Regions from separate parts of the Hordeum vulgare genome. Here region 2 is linked to region 1. The links are chromatin contacts, called in public Hi-C maps. All regions are on one chromosome and are shown on one strand. The core of a region is the stretch at or near the end of the contact, and the rest is flanking DNA. Distances in the headings are between cores, read along the strand shown.

Region 1 (4,663 bases), core at 655-3,154:
CAATGCTTCCGCTTAGCGATCTACAAGGATATGTAGATGCACCCCCTCTCATAGATGTTCATCTCCATAGATAGATCTTGGGTGATCGTATGATTTTTTTTGTTCTCCATGCAACGTTCCCCAACAGTTGTCACCCATGTCGTCGAAGAGGTTGTCGACGTCGTGGAAGAAATCATCGTTGGGGAAGTAGTTGTCAGTGTTCGTGGCGTCCATGATGAAGAGGTCAGTAGCCGCGCAAAGTGCTCCCCAAAAACATTATCACCCTTCTCCCGTACATGATTCAATGAGGTGGATTTCGAAGGCCTATTGTCCCATACTGCGGTGCATACCGCAATCCGGAATGGGAAAGAACCTAGCAGTAGGTCAGAGCTTTGTAACTAGATGGCCTGAGGAAGCTGTTGGTCTTGTGTTTCTTATGGAGAGGAGCGACCTCTCTTATAGAATAGGTTGTGACAAAAGACAGAGCGAAAAGATGAGAGATGAAGCAAACAACTAGGAGCTGAAAGGTGCAACATTCGTATTCAACCCCTACTACAACAAAAACTTTTCACCTTCCGTGCAACCTTTCACATATCAGTCATGCATGGCAAAAATTTAGACGGCTCGGCTCATTCCAACAACCCTCGGCGTGACGAGGCGGATGACGGAGGAGGAACGCGCGTATATGTTTTTATTGTTCTCATGTTCATACATGTGGAGAGACAACCTTCCTTATAAAGAATTCCAACTCCTAATAAATTCACAGTATGGAACTAAACTTTTGTTTCACCTCTTGCCTTGCATGAATAGGTTGAGTGAGTCTTTATGATTTATTAGGAATTGTGAAAATGTTATTGGGTTAATCTATATATAGATCAAATTCCAACATAATAAAATAACAACTCCCAAATAATCTACAATAGCTGCCAAAGTATAATACTGGTATTAAATAATGTCGTTCTACTATATGTTTTTTCTTTTTCTCTATGTTTGGTTATAATACCTGTATTAAATTATGTCATTATATTACATGCTTATTTTTTTGGCTATGTTTGATTATAATACCAGTATTAATTACGTCGTTATATTGCATGCTTACTATTTTTGTCTAGGTTTGGTCTAAAATAACTGTCCTCGAAGGATAGAGTAACAACAAACCAACCCATGATTGAATAATTAGAGAAACGATGATCGTATTATTTTTGAATTTATTTTAAGGTTATCGTAGATGCGCATTCAGTAAGAAAAGACGTTTCTGTCGACAATAAAACGCCGACGGTAACTCTATAAATCTCAAGATGACATATTGGTCCAGTTTCTTGAAGATGCTCATAGGATAAGGAATGCCTATATGTGTTCGTAAGGATAAGCGTATGTGCATTTATATGAGCGCTTGCATCTGTTTGTGTGTAAAAAAACAACAACAACACCCAATTACTACCACCATTAAATTGTACTCCACTTGACGTCGGTGTTTCGATTAGAGCAAGTACAATAGTATAGCCAGCTGCTGGCTATAAGCCATTGCCATGTCATCTATAGCTCACCTTGTAGCCAACATGTATAATAGTTCATTGCAAAAGTGTAGTAGTTCTTTATTATATGGTCCACTTTTCATACTCATAAAATGCTTAGGAGCACGTGCTAGAGCTGACTCTGAGCTAAGAGCCTGCTTACCTTCTCTCTTCTCTTCTCATTCCTCTAACTAAACAAAAATATATTAGTTTATTCCTTATAGTCAGCCGACTCAGCTCTATTGTACTTGCTCTTATTCACATACTTATCCTCACGACCACCTTTGGAGTTGGAGAAAAAAGTGTAAATGCACTCTGACTGTAGTACTCGTATACAGTAGTATTTTATTTAATAATACTCCTATATAAGCTGGCCTAAGGATGGAGTGCAAACAAATCGAACATCGAAAGTTCATCCCAGATGAGAGGCATCTCCCCTCCCCGATTCGGCACCGAAATTCCAAACCCAGCTCCTCACTCCACTTCCTCCATCGGGCGGTGCGCATTGGCCAACCCGACTCGACTCGACTCAGCTCAGCTCGTCCGTCAGCAGGGACGCACGCACCAACCGGAGGGTTGCACGGTTTCCCCCGTAGATTTTGCGCTTAATTCCGCGCGACCTGCCTCCGCCCTCCTCGTCTCGTGACCCGCCAGCGCCCCGTCCACCCCTGCCCCTGCCCCTGGAGAGAGGGAAGAGAGAGAGGAGGGAGCGAGCGAGCGGTAGTCTCACCACCACCAGCACCACCCCACCCCACCCCACCCCCCACGACACGCCACAACACCAACACCAACCGTCGCCGGCCACATTTAATCCCGCACCACCGCCGCCGCGCGCCCCGGCGACTGATCCCCCACGGACGGAGCGCGATCCCGCCGGACGCCAGGCCGGAGGAGGAGAGAGATATCTATAAACATAGATTGACCGAGAGAGACAAGGGGGCGGCGAGGGTGCGATGATGGAGACCAAGCCGCCGTCGCCGGGGAGCGGGGGCGCATCGGCGGGGCCGCTGCACCACCACAGGCGGTGGGCGGCGCCGCTGCTCGCATCCGTGCTGCTCTCGTCGCTCCTCATCTCGGCCTCCCTCTTCTTCTCCTCGTCCCGGGCGCTGCTCCTCTCCTTCTCCCCGCTCCCGTCCGCGGCCTCCGCGGAACCGCTCTTCGTCGAGGCCAAGCTGCGGCAGCAGGAGCAGGAGGCGCACGCCCGCCCGCACCGCGCCGTGCCCAGGATCGCCTACCTCGTGTCCGGCTCCGCCGGGGACGGGGTCGCGCTGCGCCGGACGCTCAGGGCGCTCTACCACCCGGCCAACCGCTACGTCGTGCACCTCGACCTCGAGGCGCCCGCCGCCGAGCGCGCCGACCTGGCCGCCGCCGTGCGCGCCGACCCCGTCTACTCCCGCTTCCGCAACGTCAAGGTCGTCACGCGCGCCAACCTCGTCACCTACCGGGGCCCGACCATGGTGGCCAACACGCTGCACGCCGCCGCCATCCTCCTGCGCGACGGCGGCGATTGGGACTGGTTCATCAACCTCTCCGCCTCCGACTACCCCCTCGTCTCGCAGGACGGTAAGCGCGGGCAGATGCGATCTGCAACCCCCACCTCAATTCTGCGATTGGATCGCACTAACACACCACCTCCGATCCGAATTTCGCGATCTCTGCTCGCCCTCGTGCCGATTTCGGCGAGATCAAACCCACGTCGCGCTCACTGGAGGCTACCGGGGCTCCAATTTTCAAACTGGACGCCCGTGGTTATGTCGAACAGCAGTTCGGGGGAAAAAGACGCGATTTTTATACGCTTATTAATTGAAGTGCCATGTCTAGGTTAATTTATGCACAGTTGCTTCCACTGGTTTGGGGATTTGGTTAGATTTGATCACTTATGTCCGTTCTAGGTGGTATATGGGGGAAGCCACCACATCTTTGGGCGTTTCTTTCTTTATATGGATATATGGATGCTTCTGCTGGTCTCTTCTCCTGAACCCAATCCTGCTTCACCTTTCCCGTGTCGATCTACTCCTGTATTGGCTTGTTCTGGATTGTTCATGGGAATAAAGTGGGTCGTTCCAAATCCGATATCTGCCCTGTGCTCATCTTCCTTTCTGCTGCGGTGCCAACTTTGTTGCCATGCCTATGATCCCACTTGGATTTAATTAGTAGGATTTGTCTCTGAGGAATAAGGGACTGATGTAGGATTAACATAGCACAGCTCTCTGTTTATCTGACTTCTCTTGCATTATTTGCAGATCTGTTGTATGTGCTCTCTGGCCTGCCAAGGGAGCTTAACTTCATCGAGCATACCAGTGACATCGGATGGAAGGAGTAAGCATGGAATTTTGCTGTTATTTGTTCACATACAAGTTGTGCGGTGGCTAAATGTCTCTGTGTAGGTACCAGAGGGCAAAGCCTGTGATCGTCGACCCAGGCCTATATAGCCTGCAGAAGTCTGATGTTTTCTGGATTACAGAGAAAAGAAGTGTGCCGACCGCGTTCAAGCTCTTCACTGGTAAATGTTTCCTCCCTGATGGCTAATGCAATATATCAGCTATGTTGTTCATGTCCTTCGTTTTTCCGCACTTGAGTTGCTGATAATTACCGTGCATTTACATTCTAGTGTTATTTATCATTTAATTATTATTTCGTTGTGAAATTATGATCTACTATTACTGAGAGCTCATCCTATTGCTTGTTGAATTTTCTTGAGAGGCACGCAAAAGGAACACTTATATTTTACATCTTTGTGTTAAAAGGCTAACTCTTTTTTGGTAAGCATGAGCCATGATATGAACTCTTGTATGATAGGGTTCTTATGTTTTACTAGCTCAGCGTTTAAAACATTTAGGCTGCCCGTAATGGGAGTATCATAGGTAGTATCATGCATGCTAACTAGGCAATTTCGATGAGGTGGCATAGAATTAAATGAAGAAAGAGAGGGTTGAGTATCGTATCATGATACCATATCATATTAAATGTTGTGCTACTATGTGTCTTGCATGGTAATAAATGAACTACCCCATGATACTAACATATGATACTACGCATTACGGATGTGGTATCATACACTAGTATCATATGCATGATACTAGTATATGATACTACCCATTACAACCAGCCTTCTAGTGCCAAGTTGTAAACTAGTTTTAATGTGATGTTGCATCAATTAATGCTACTAA
Region 2 (4,663 bases), core at 665-3,164, 370 kb before region 1:
AACCAGCATACCATGAACATAAACTACCACAGGAACAAATCAAATACGAAGAACTCTTTGATTACACAAGTACCTATCTCTTGCTGGCCAAGAGAAGATTTAACACAACCTAGCAGCAAGTACTAAATAAAAGCTACAACAGCCGACTCAAAATAGTTTATTAGGCCTGCTCCTCGCCGTCCTCGGCAGCTGCCACTTCCCTCTCCTCCGCGGCAGCAGCCATCAGCTCATCGAAGTTCTCGGTCTTGCCGAGCACTATTTCAATCTGGTGTAGAAACGGTTTCAAGGATCAGCAAACATTGGCATATGGTGTTCTAAAACACTGCTATCTGGTGTCGTTCATGGGAACCAAGGAAGAAATCTAACCTTAGCCTTCTGCATCGGGCGGCCCCTTGATTCATCGTTGACATCAACAGTTGATGTCATGATCTCTGCAAGCATTTTAATTGATTTGAGTAACTAGAGAGAACGAAATTACAAAGATGGTTTACAAACAAGGAAACATAAGTCTTACTCTTTTCAACAGCAAGGCCATTATTTTTAAGAATTTCAGCAACCGTCACCACAGTGGCGATAGCTGAAAGGATAAACAAGAGATTCATCAGTTCACATTTCACAAGCACCATAACAAAGAATCAATGAGCGGACTGAGTAAAGGAAAGGATACAAATAAACTGTCATTTGTTGGCTTTGACATAAAAGTGCATCAGATGAACAGCCGAACAATGAATTAATTTTGTGATGTTAAATGAATGTAACTTTGACCATATAAATTTCCAAATAGTAGGATTGACAAGATAAGAACACAACGACAGCCAAAGCAACACAGATAAGCTGGTAAAAAAATAACTACGGTGATTCTTAGTTGCATCTGGATAAATAACTGCATATAACAATATGACATCTCAAGTAAGAAATTAAGGCAATCCGACGGTTCAAAACGCATAATCAGTAACACAGCACATGTAAGAGACAACACTATCAAATATTAGTTTCAGAAGTCATTAGAATTGACTGACCCTTCCAAAGGACTTGCAAGAACACTAACCAACCATGAGCTGGGACAATCAGCATGAATGCTGAAAATTAAACTTACGACATGACATCAAAACACCCAATGCATATTTTGGTCATACCTAAAACTAAAACTAAAACAAATCATGATGAGGAATGCTTATATAATCGGCTCTAAGCCAATGAGCGCTTCATTGCAGCAACACAGCAGCCATTACTAATAGCTAGTACCCTAGTACATACAGTACCATACAGTTGGAATAATAATCCTGAAGGGCAGAGGAGCTTACCCATGCCGAGGGCGGAGAGTTCCACCTCGTTATGCATCTGCATGTACCTCTGCAAAATCATCACCACAACAACATTAGCTTCCGATTTCACCAACAAAAACATCACAAAACTAAATCGATGCATCAAAATAAACCGTATCAATCGGCAGAACGCAAATTCCACAACAGAAAGGGGCAAATCTAATCCAAGCGTGTTCTAAAATAAAAATAAAACAAAGCGCAGGAATCAATAGATAAGACGAGATTAGAAGGCACTTTCCGAGGTTATTAGACCAGAACCCGGTGCGGATCAAAGGTCCAAGAAGCGGAGAGAAAAGGGATTCACCTTGGCGAGGTTGACATAGAAGAATAGCGGCTTCTTGGTGTTGGAGACCTGGATCCGGTTCTTCTTGTGCGGCTCCGTCACGGCCAGGTTCTTGACTCCCTCCGTCACCTCCTCCATCTCTCCCCTAGCCCTAAACCTCGAAACCCTAGCTCGCAAGAGAGCCGACGCAAACCCTCCTACGCCGCCGCCGCGCGAGACGAGCGAGCACCAGGCTAGGAAATAACTCGAAGCCTGGGGACTGGAACGCAAGAAAAATAAATATCGGGATTCGGTGGCGAGACGGTGGATCCTGTGGGTCGGTTGGGTTATATTGACGAGAGCGCGGAGTTCGAGGTGGGCTCCACCACCAACTCGGGCTCCGAGTCCTGCGGGCAGCGGCTGCTTCCGAGTAGGCTATTGTCCAGGGGACACCTCCAACGAGCAGCCCTCTTCCCTCTGCACGCCCTTTTTTGGCCCGACCCATGTGTTTTTCCTTTTCTGTTTATGTTTTTTTCTTTCAGAAATATGGAATTTCCAGAAAGTTAAAAAAATTATAAATGTTCAATGATTCAAAAAGGTTCGCATATTCAAATCATGTTCAGCATTTTGAAAAACAATGTTGCGAAATTATAAAAGTTCATGATTTTTAAAATTCTTTGTGCATACAAAAAATGTTTGAGAATTTGAACAAGTGTTCATGAATTAAAAATAGTTTACTAAATTCAAAAATATTATTGAAATACAAAAGAAACTCACCGATTCGAAACATATTGGCTGATTCAAAAACATGTTCATGAATTTGAAAAATGTCCATGCATTGCAAAAAAATTGTAAAAAAATGATGGTGAATTTAAAACATTGTTCACCAATAACAATAATTCTTTGTAGATTCAAAAACTTTTTGCTATTCAATAAATTTTCATGAGTTTCATAAAAAAGTTTGCAATTCTTGAAAATACTCATGAATTTGTATAAAATGTGCACGGATTCGGAAATGTTCATAAATATTTAAAATATTTTTGCAAATCTGAAAATGTTCACACTTTTATAAAAATTCCCTTGATTTATAAAATAATTCATGATTGGAAAAAAGAAAAATAAATGGAATGAAAAGTAAAAATAGAAAATGAACATAAAAAAAAATACTCAGATTGTTTTTGTTTCTTTTTCTTATCCATTTTCTCATTCCTATTTTAATCTTTTTGTTATTTTTTACCTTTTGTTAGTCCCATTTTTTGGTTATGTATTCATGTACACGACCAAGAGCATATTCGATGAGTGTGCCATATAGTACTTTTGGTTGGTCAACTCGTAATTAGGGTGGACACCGTGAACGGTTTTAGTTTTAATGTAACAGCAAAACCTTGAATAAAAATTATATAAACATAATTTTTTGGATTATCGGGTAAAATAACCTGTTTTTGACTAATTTATACTATAATAAATAATGATGATGGCACTAGCAGTACTAATTGTATAGTAAAACATGGGAGTGTGTACCACACATAGAACATGCATATCTCTGAATGCATTAAGTGTTGTAAACACATAAACTAATAATATAGGGATGAATGGATCATACGAATTAGTTGGAAAGGTCAAAATCGAGGCATTGGCAAGAGAGGCTTCAACTACCTTCTTCCCAGCATCGGTCATGTCATTGATGGCGATGGCTGAGAGTTCGGGACGTAGTCAAAGTAGAGAACAAAGACGAGCAATATTGAGCAGTCGTGTAGAGACGCTCATCAAAAAATTTATCTCTTTATCCTAATGCAGGATCATAAAGGGAGTGGTCTCGGAGCCCTGCTCTCCCGTATAGCCGTGCATGCGATCAATGTTGCGAAACTGTCAAAAGCAATAACAGCGTGAAGAAAAGTCGGCAACATCCCAAGATGTGACGGTTCATAACATGTCTATAAGTGATCCATAACTAATTGTCAATTAATTATTCATTCCAGTCCGGCATAATTAAAACGTACACATGACATAGGTCTGAGCTGATCTGACTCGCTCATAAAATATGATGCGCGTGTGAGGATGAAGCGGCTGAGAAACACGCGTGTACCACTTCTTTTTTCAAGCTTCAGTATGATGTGCATAAGATAATTTCCACATTGGTATCGACCCTTCTATAAATTTGGGGCGGTACTATATTTCACACCAAGTCATGAACCTATATACTCCCTAAGTTCACAAATATAGGAATGTCACCAAAACAACAAATATAAGATATTTGAATATTTTAATATGGACTATATATGGACCAAAACGAATGAACAAACAGATTAGAACGAGCCTATATACATTCGATTCAAAAAAGTTGGAACATTATATATTTATTTATGAACGAAGGACTAGGATTTTTTTTTAAATCAGGAATTATTTTACATGTGGGTCCAAGCCCATTTATTATTCAACACACTCCTTAATCAAGGATGGTAATGGGCAGGATAGAGCAATATTATATCCATATCCGTATAGTCAGTTGGTACAAAATTCTATCCATACTCGTATAGTTAGTGAGTATAAAATTCTACACATATCCGTATCCACGGGTATAAAACTTACCCATATCCATACCAGACGGGTATCCATAAATATTGGATACCCGACGGATAGAACGAATAGTACACAAGTTGTTCACAATTTTACACTCATCGATAACACATTTGACACAAAAATGAATTATCTCACCTCAATAATAGACAGATGAGTACATGACCACTATCAAAATTTAGAAATCAGAGCATACCCATAAGTCAATAGGAATAGACGGGTATGAAAAATTAATGATTAATTGGCAATAACTTAACATTAGTTCACAAGTGAATAGGGTATGGATATATCCGCGGATACAAGGCTATACCCATACCCTACCCATGACTTAACGGGTAGGATAGGGGTACTACCTGTCAGGCCCCTGGGACCGGGGGTACCCAGGGCCGTCGGCCTGCGGCCTCGAGCGTGACGCGGCAGGATAATCCTGGTTCGGCCCATCAGCGAGCCCAATAAGGAGGACCCTTGCGAGGCGAGCGCTTGAAGATCGCCGCCAAGG

Evidence for each region. Hi-C and Micro-C count contacts between places; a contact is called where the count stands out from the background.
Region 2: a contact with region 1 is called in a Hi-C map of seedling, with 2.7 times the contacts expected there. The contact joins the promoter of LOC123410214 here to the promoter of LOC123409943 in region 1. A contact is called at or near these places in 1 of 6 Hi-C or Micro-C datasets (seedling) and 1 of 1 datasets of contacts at active chromatin or transcription factors (embryo).

Annotation. Positions count from the first base shown.
Region 1 is chr7H:487,917,843-487,922,505 of MorexV3_pseudomolecules_assembly, reverse strand. It overlaps LOC123409943 (beta-glucuronosyltransferase GlcAT14A-like), which reads left to right and starts at 1,904. Exons shown (of 4, transcript XM_045102812.1): 1 at 1,904-3,056; 2 at 3,737-3,812; 3 at 3,881-3,996. The coding sequence starts at 2,447.
Region 2 is chr7H:488,291,657-488,296,319 of MorexV3_pseudomolecules_assembly, reverse strand. It overlaps LOC123410214, which reads right to left and starts at 1,914. Exons shown (of 5, transcript XM_045103120.1): 1 at 1,630-1,914; 2 at 1,305-1,353; 3 at 515-577; 4 at 367-431; 5 at 1-265. The coding sequence starts at 1,746. The coding sequence ends at 161.